2 separate regions of the Capsicum annuum genome follow, and region 2 is linked to region 1. A link is a contact called in public Hi-C data. All regions are on one chromosome and are shown on one strand. The core of a region is the stretch at or near the end of the contact, and the rest is flanking DNA. Distances in the headings are between cores, read along the strand shown.

Region 1 (4,138 bases), core at 717-3,216:
GCCACACTCCACACGCCACACTCCACACGCCACACACACCGAATACAATTCAAAGAGTTATACGTTGAAAAATGAAGTGACCGTGTAAATTACAGTTTTATCCTTGTTTAGATTTGTCCAATCCAACACAAACGTCTACATATTCTTCTGCACATGCCAAGGCTACACTGTTTAGCTTTAATGTCACCTACAGTACTAGCACCATGAAACCGAAATCATCTGGTTTTTTTTTTCTAAGTAAACAAAAATCTAGCATGCCCAAAACTAACTACATTCTACGATAATAATAACAACGCATGTCGACCAAAAAACATTACATACACTAGCTAGCTAGAAATTGCCATTGAGAATTTCACATTAGAGATTTGAGTGAACTGGCTTTGATGGGCTTACGGGCTCTTTTGATCAGCTTACAGTTTTCAACTTCTTCAGCATCATCATCCTCATCTTCAACGTGCTCAGCTCCTTCATTATCCATTTGAGGAGATGAAGATTGTCCCCCTTGAGTAGTACTGTCATGACTAGAGTAGATTTCAGCTGCTCCTGCTAGGGGTGGTGCTGTATTATTCTTCTTCCCAGTCGAAGGACCTCTTTTCTTGCCCCATAAAGGACCAAAACCAGAATAATAGTAATATTCGGAAGACAATGATTTCTTAGTACGATGAGGGCGGTCGCGGGAACTCGGAGTTATCTCGGCTGCTGCCACCGCAGTTTGCTTAATTTCGGTGTTGGAGTTAACACCAGCAGCAACAAGAGCAGTAGTAGAATATTGAGCTGAGTGGTTGCTACTGCAATGCTTTTTCCCTTGAGCAAAATGGTGCTCACATAAATTATGCCCTCTTTTTGCCTCTCTACTGCATTGCCATCCCTTCCCGTCATTCTTGACGCACATTGTTGTAACACTGTTATCTCCATCTCCCATCTTCTCGTCTTTCTCGAAATCGTTAGAATCAGCAGGCACATCAGCGACTTTATTGTCTAAGAAATTCAGCCTTTTCGTCTCCCCATTATCGTCCAGTTTCAATGACGTGATGCTACAGAAAAAGCAATGCTCGCTAACTCAACTTTACAACCGATTACATTTTATATGTACATACCCAACTGTACATATCAAATAGATCTTGGAAAATTATCGTTTTCTGAATTACATAAAAAGAAAAGAAACATACTGCTGCAAGTAATTAAAAATAAATAGATGTAATAGTCGAAAAGATACCTCTGTTTAGAATCAGAAAAGGTCTCATTTACAGCACAGGTATCATATCCATCCAACAGCTCCATCCAACAGCAGCAAATGAAATCAGAAACAAAAAGAAGTTCATTTCTTGAAAGAATAAAAGCTGTGCAGTGGAAAATAGGGATAAACAGTGAAACAAATCGAAGATAGAAGGCCAAATAAACGAGAGAAATGGTTGGATTGACATTCATTGAGGAACCCTAATGTGGTGCTGTAAGTAAAACTAAACCCTAAAACGACAAGCAGAAAAATGAAGGGACATTGAAGAAATGAAATGGGAGTTATTGAATAGATCTGGTAAAAGGGTAAGAAGAAAAAGGAGATTTATTCATTAAACTGACCTGATAAGAAGATGGTGGTGCCGGAGGAGGAAGTGGAGTCTGCTGATTAATATTATCTTCTTGGTTGTTATCGTCGTGGAATGTGATGACATCCCATGGAGATTGATTGAGCTGACAAAGGTGGGCACCGGGGAATACAGCACAAGTATAGAGTGGCGGGGAGATTTTGGCATGCTTCCTTATTCTCATGGTTGAGAACAACTCTCAGAAACACACACACAAAAAATAAAAAAGTATTTTTGAGGGGTAGGCACGATGGGAAGCAGATCCAAATGGGTCATATATGTTTTTATTTTTATTTCCCTTTTTACTTTCTCTTTGTTAATTACTTGGGCTCCATGAAACTAATTGAGTGGGGGTGTTTGGGTGGGATGGAGGTGCGGGTTGCGTGCCAGGGTGGGGGGTTTGTGTTCTGCTGGGAAGAAAAATGTTTTTTTAGATAAAAGAATTGGTACTTTTCCAATTTATCTTTGTTAATTACTGTATTCCAACGGGGGGTTTTGTTGTCCGGGATAAGGTGGATCCCGCAGTTAAGTTTGATGAGAAAATTGAAGGAAAAATGTCAAGTTTTGAACGACGGATTGGTGATATTGATCAATTTAAAGATTTAAATATAATTAAAAATTTTAATTAAATTAATTATGAATTTAATTAATATTTTTAAAATTTTTAAATTTTTTTTTAAAAATACAAAACAACTTACACCCCTCTCACCTTTTATATGAGCTAAATTAGTGCAAAGATTATAATTTCAAAACTACAATCTTAAGATAATTTAATTTGCGTGTCAAACGATCTATAAAAATATTAAGGGCACTAAGGGTGCGCTCATAGACTGTAGAGCGTGGATGGGTGGAGATTGAGGTTAGGCAATGGAGTAAAGATAACATGTTAAAAATATAAAAAAGGCAAATAAATATAAAATGTCATTTTGTGAATATTACTTTTATTATCAGACTATCTTTTCATTTTTAAGAAAATATTTTTCAAAAATTTTAACCTATTATTTAAAAATCATCATAGTTTCCCTTTATACTGAAAGCACCCTTACTCTTGCATTCTTTTTGCAATGGGAATTGGGGAAGGGCGACAGACACTCATATATTATAAAAAATATTTTTATTTTTATTTTCGTCATACACTTGGTTATTTATACTTGATGTTAGGATAAATCATCATCTTAGTTGTTATTCAGCTTAATTAACATAACTTTAATTACTTGAAATTTAACCGTCGGTATAACTAAGCTACAATCAAAGTAGAGGATTGAATTTAAACATTTTTCTTGAAATGTTTTGGCACGAAAAATTCAGTCAAGATATGTAACGATTTGAAAATGACAAGAATATAAAAATATAACGAATTATACAATTAAAATATTTTGTATAATAAATAAGTAAATTTTAGATCTTTTCCCTTTCATAAATATTTTAATTCATTTTATTCAATTATAAAAAAAATTGAAAAAAAATAAAATAAATAAATTAAGTACGACTTCATAATGATCAAGCTAATCAGTGTCGAGCACCAGGAATCAGGGGCGGCTCTACTTTTAAAAAAAAATAGGCGGTCGTCTTAGGCCCCTAAATTTGAGGGTCTCATTTTTTACGATAATATATTATAATTTTTTTAAAAAAAATATTGCTGTTTATAGAAAAAATAATTTTTTTATATACTATAAAAGGAAAGAATTACTAGAAGAAGCTCATATATCTAGAGTATTATATCTCAAGAAAGATTAAATACATTAATTATATTATTACTTAAAAAGAATAATTAGAAAAAATCGATTATATAATTTTGAAAATAGAGTTTATTAAAAAAAGTTATTTTTCTTAAAAATTCAAGGCTTCTTTTTAATTTCTACCTTAGGCCACGAATATGCTTGAGTCACCCCTGCCGGGAATTAGACATAACCTTTAATCTATATATGTATCAAAAAGTTATAATTATGCGAAGGAGTACATTAATTTTAATCTCAGAAAACATTGTAATGTTTGATATTAACCAACATACTACAAATTTATACACAAAAATTACATCTGTGATAGTGGCTAGTGTAGGCCATGAAACAATTCAAGTACCAATCTCAGTTGTTATTGACGACATACATACTTATTTCTTCTAGTTTTGAATCTAAAGTTTGGAATACCATCTTGTTATAATAATTTCAGTGAAGGGAGAAAACAACTTTATTGAAAACAATATTACATTTGTACTTCTCCTCAAAATTAGCTAGGAGATTGCAGGATAATACATTGTTTTTTTATAAATGTATGATTGAATCCTGCACCAGAATCTGCTTATTTAGTTGCTTATTGATCATCTGCAATTTTACATGATTAATAAGAAATTAGATCCAACCATAATATTGATTAGATCCTTATTATTTCAAATGTTAATTTGAACACCTTTCAAGATTACTGATAGAGCAGGATTGCAATATTCATAAAAATGTTCCAAGAAGATAAGGAACTAAGAGCCAAGGTTTTGGAAGGCAAAAGTATAATTTTTTTTTTTATTTTAAAAATTGCTATTTTCAAAATAATAAGGTGTTTAA
Region 2 (4,138 bases), core at 976-3,475, 360 kb before region 1:
TAGATTTTGCATGCAACACATCAAAATAAGTTGCTAACACAAACAACCTATGTAGTTATGAAGTTATGGGGAACACAATCCTAGTGTCTTATTGATTACAAATCTTAAAAAGTCAACAATTGTTACTATTGAAGTTTTGATTCACAAAACCCTTTCTTTCTTACTGAAAATTGTTATTGATTTGCTGCGATGAACGCGTTGATTGATATTCGGCCTATATCCTATGGGACAAACCCCAATCTAGTTGGGTTTTATATTTGATCAACGTCCGTTTTATGCTTTATTTAGAAGTGTAAATTGAGCAACATCAATTGAGGATCAGGTTTGGTGTCAGGGTTGGTAGTTTAGGTTGGGTCCTATGTCGGGTATCGGGTCAGGAGTTGAGATAGAGTTGAGTATCACATCAGGAGTCGGTGTCGGATCCTAATTCAGTTATCGGGATGGGAGACTGGATCAACAGTCAAGGTCAAGTCCCAAATCGAGTGTCGCGGTCAAGTCCCAAATCGAGAGTCAAAGTTGGGGTCGGGATCCGAATGGTTGTCGGGGTTGATTTTAGATTAGAAATTATTTTTCTAAAATGTATTTTCTACTCTTTATCCAAACACTAAAAAAATACTTCTAAAAAATATTTTTCACTCACAAATCGAACACTAGAAAATACTCCCACTCGTCAACCAAACATTAAGAAAAAAAAAAAGAATCTAGCTTCTTTTTCATGAAAACATTTTCCTTCATACCAAACACACCCTTAAAGTTGAAACCCCAAACATTGTTAGTTCTCAGTTTTGTTTGGACAAAACCTTTTTTGAAGGAGAAAAATAAAATGACCATCAAAGAAGAAAAAAAAATCTAGGTTTCTATAGCTTTCCATTGGGAGGTGCAATTATAAAGTATAAATTTTCTCAACAACGATAGAAGTTATTCCAGTAATTATTACAGTTGTTTGATAATTTTGCGTCGTTGTTGGACTGCTGAATATTTTTATGGATAATCAATTTATCCCAACTTTGAAAAATTGACTAAATATACCCTTGTTGGACAATAAAATTTTCGAGACCGAAAATAAATAAATTGAGATAAGAAAATATATTGCAACAATCAATTTATTGATTTCAATGCGAGTGTTACAATCTCTATGGATCCTCTGATTCGCCTTTTCAAATATAACTTCAAGGGCTTAAAGCTTGATCTTGAATTTGAACTTGATTTGATCGACTTAAGGGGCTTGATCTTGACTTGTCCTTGAATTCAAGGGCTTTTGAGCTTGTTCTTGAATATTGCGGTCTTGATCTTAAATCTTGATGAACTTGATTTGAATGTTTGAGCTTTTTAGAGAAATTGTGGTGTTTGATCCACGAGTTTTCTCTTGCTACTTGTTAGAGTTCTGAGGTCCTTTTTTTGAATTATGAGACCCTTATTTATACTTATGGAAAAGGAAGAGTCATGATGAATATGGACTTCCTTTGACCAATCAAATTTAAGTGACATGTCACCTTTTATGGGCTTTGATTTCATGGGTCTGCTGCATCATTTTGACATGTGGCATGGTCCTATTGGATCCTTCCCTTGACTTGGCATGCCACGTCATTTGACACGTGGCGCTTATTTGGGCCTCTAGAAAATGACAATATCTTGGACTTAGTAAAGTGAGCTCATCATTTGTAGCCCAAATTAATGGACTAACCCAATAAATTTTGGATCTTATTTAAATCCATACTCATTTGGACTTAAATAATTAATTCAATTATATTAATCCGCAATATTTATTTGGAACTAATATATTTTGAATTTAATATAATCCGAATTTCGTACGAATTTAAATTTAATAACATTTTAATGTTCACAAAATGTCTCCTACTTCACGATTTGTTGAGATTTTTTTTTTTTTTTTTAACGACTAAGCTTGAAGTATCAACTTCATTAATCCAGATGGGTCCAAATGTTCAGGTGAAAACCAAATGTTGTAAGAACAAGGATTCATCATAATAATTATCATTTAATTATTATTATAGTATAATTATTATATGTGTTATTTAATACTAGCACTAGCATGCAGTTTATAACAACCTTGGCCCACGACAATTAATATCTCATTAGTTCATGGATTAAATATTGTTAATCCACCTACTTGCGAACCCATCCCTTTTCAATTAGGAGTGCTCACGTTTTTTTTCTTCTTTATTTATATACAAGGACCACACCTTGACTTCAAGTAGAAGACTACTACATAAAGCCAAATTCATATAGGAGATTAATTTGTAACTCCTAACCACCGCCTCACAAATCCTATGAATAGGCCATTCATCTTCTCCCGTGATTTAAATCTCAGGCCGTGAGTTTCAATCCTTTGAAGAATTTGCTCGCTGCGCAATTTTAATGGTAAGTTATTCTATGAATTACTTTTGCTTTTCTCTGCTATCTCTTTTCTTCTTTTTTTTTTTTTCTAATGGGATTGAAACAGATAGCAATATATAACAATTATATTGCTTGAAAATGGTGGCCGTTGGCTTATAAATATGCTACTTTATGTATTTTTTTTCCTACAATTATCCCTCAAAATATTTTCGCATTCTTTTCAATATATATATATATGGAGATTATTTTTATAAAAATTTCCTTTTTTTAGAAATTATGTAATTCATATTATTTTTAATACATCAAATCAAACACTGAATTAGAAAAATACACATAATTAAAGCAAACATGGCTAACACAAACATTACTAATACAATCATTAATAATACATTATATTTTGTATTATTATTATACTTTCTACAAACGACTTCTTAGGACACATTTGGTAGGATGTATTAATTGAAATAGTGCATGCATTAAAATTTAATCCAATCTAGTACATTGTTTGATTGCACGACTCAATTTAATCCCTCTTTATCTTTGTATAACTAATACAACATAGGATATATTATCTTATACTGAGGAAACACAGGAATTACTTATACAAGATCAAATCATACATGAATAAGAGAATAAAATAACTAAATTACGACTCAATCTCTTTTACTAATTTTTTCTTTTATCCAACTAATTAATAGAAAATGCAATTTTCATCGCTATCCGAAATCATTTTAATCTTCATAAATCATGTTAGGCCAAAGCTATCAGCTTTCTTAGGATGTTTGGAGGGCCAAGTGAAGCTACTAGAACAAAAAATACTTTCATGTTATTTCATGTGAAGCTTTTAGGATTAATTTCATGTTATTTTATTCAAGAATTAGTTGAATACAATTCGTATGTTTGTTTTGTTGAAGAATTAATTAAATGTGATAAAATTATATTTGATTAAAAAAACCCACATAAATGATCGTGAAGATAAACAGTAGCAGATTGAAAGAAAAAGATATATGGGGTTCTAACAAGCATTTGAACGATAATGTCTCACCATAATATGTATTTCATATTATGATAGAGGTCCGTAGATTATTTGATAAAGGGTCTATGCACTTCAAACATCTAAACTATTCATATTTTAATTTTTAAGATGTCAAGTTAAATGAAATAGAAATTTCATTAAAAAATCAAAGGCATAATTATAAAGAAAATATTTATAAAATTTTAAACTAAACATAATACATCATATATCTAATTTTTAACACAAAAAATTAAATACTTAACAAAAAAATTTCTACATTATAGTTATTATATTAAGAATTCATGCATTATTAATCCTTATATTACTATCTCTGTATAACTTATTTTCCTACCAAAAGACCCCGTAATTTTTAGTGTGTTAAATTAACTTGACTTAGCAAGTGCGTGAATAAATGGTTCAAGAATGTGATTGAATTGCCAGGTGCCGCACATCTACTTAGTTAAAGATTAAGTAGGCGTTCGGCGATCAGAATTTTTTAAAAAAAAGAAAAATTATTTAATTTTAATAAAAAAATAAAAATAATAATATTTACCTATAAAAATTATTTTAATTATATATCTTTAGACCAACTTCAATTATAACTTCAACTTCAAAAAATTATTATTTTCAATTATAACTTCAATTTCAAAAAATTATTATTTTCACAAGAAACAGGACCTAAGAGCATGACAGTAAGATTTTAAAATGTTAGTTATGTCAGAAAGTAGACTGGGGCTTCAGCCTTTAAGCTTTAGAGGGTTAACAAAA

Evidence for each region. A called contact is a pair of places that touch in the nucleus more often than the background predicts.
Region 2: a contact with region 1 is called in a Hi-C map of leaf, with 4 times the contacts expected there. The contact joins the promoter of LOC107859124 here to the promoter of LOC107861141 in region 1. A contact is called at or near these places in 2 of 5 Hi-C or Micro-C datasets (both in leaf).

What each region holds. Positions count from the first base shown.
Region 1 is chr2:119,552,523-119,556,660 of UCD10Xv1.1, reverse strand. LOC107861141 reads right to left here and starts at 1,966. Exons shown (of 2, transcript XM_047406722.1): 1 at 1,579-1,966; 2 at 78-1,036. The coding sequence starts at 1,767. The coding sequence ends at 353.
Region 2 is chr2:119,913,872-119,918,009 of UCD10Xv1.1, reverse strand. LOC107859124 (pentatricopeptide repeat-containing protein At3g20730) reads left to right here and starts at 2,225. Exons shown (of 5, transcript XM_047406730.1): 1 at 2,225-2,379. The coding sequence starts at 2,377.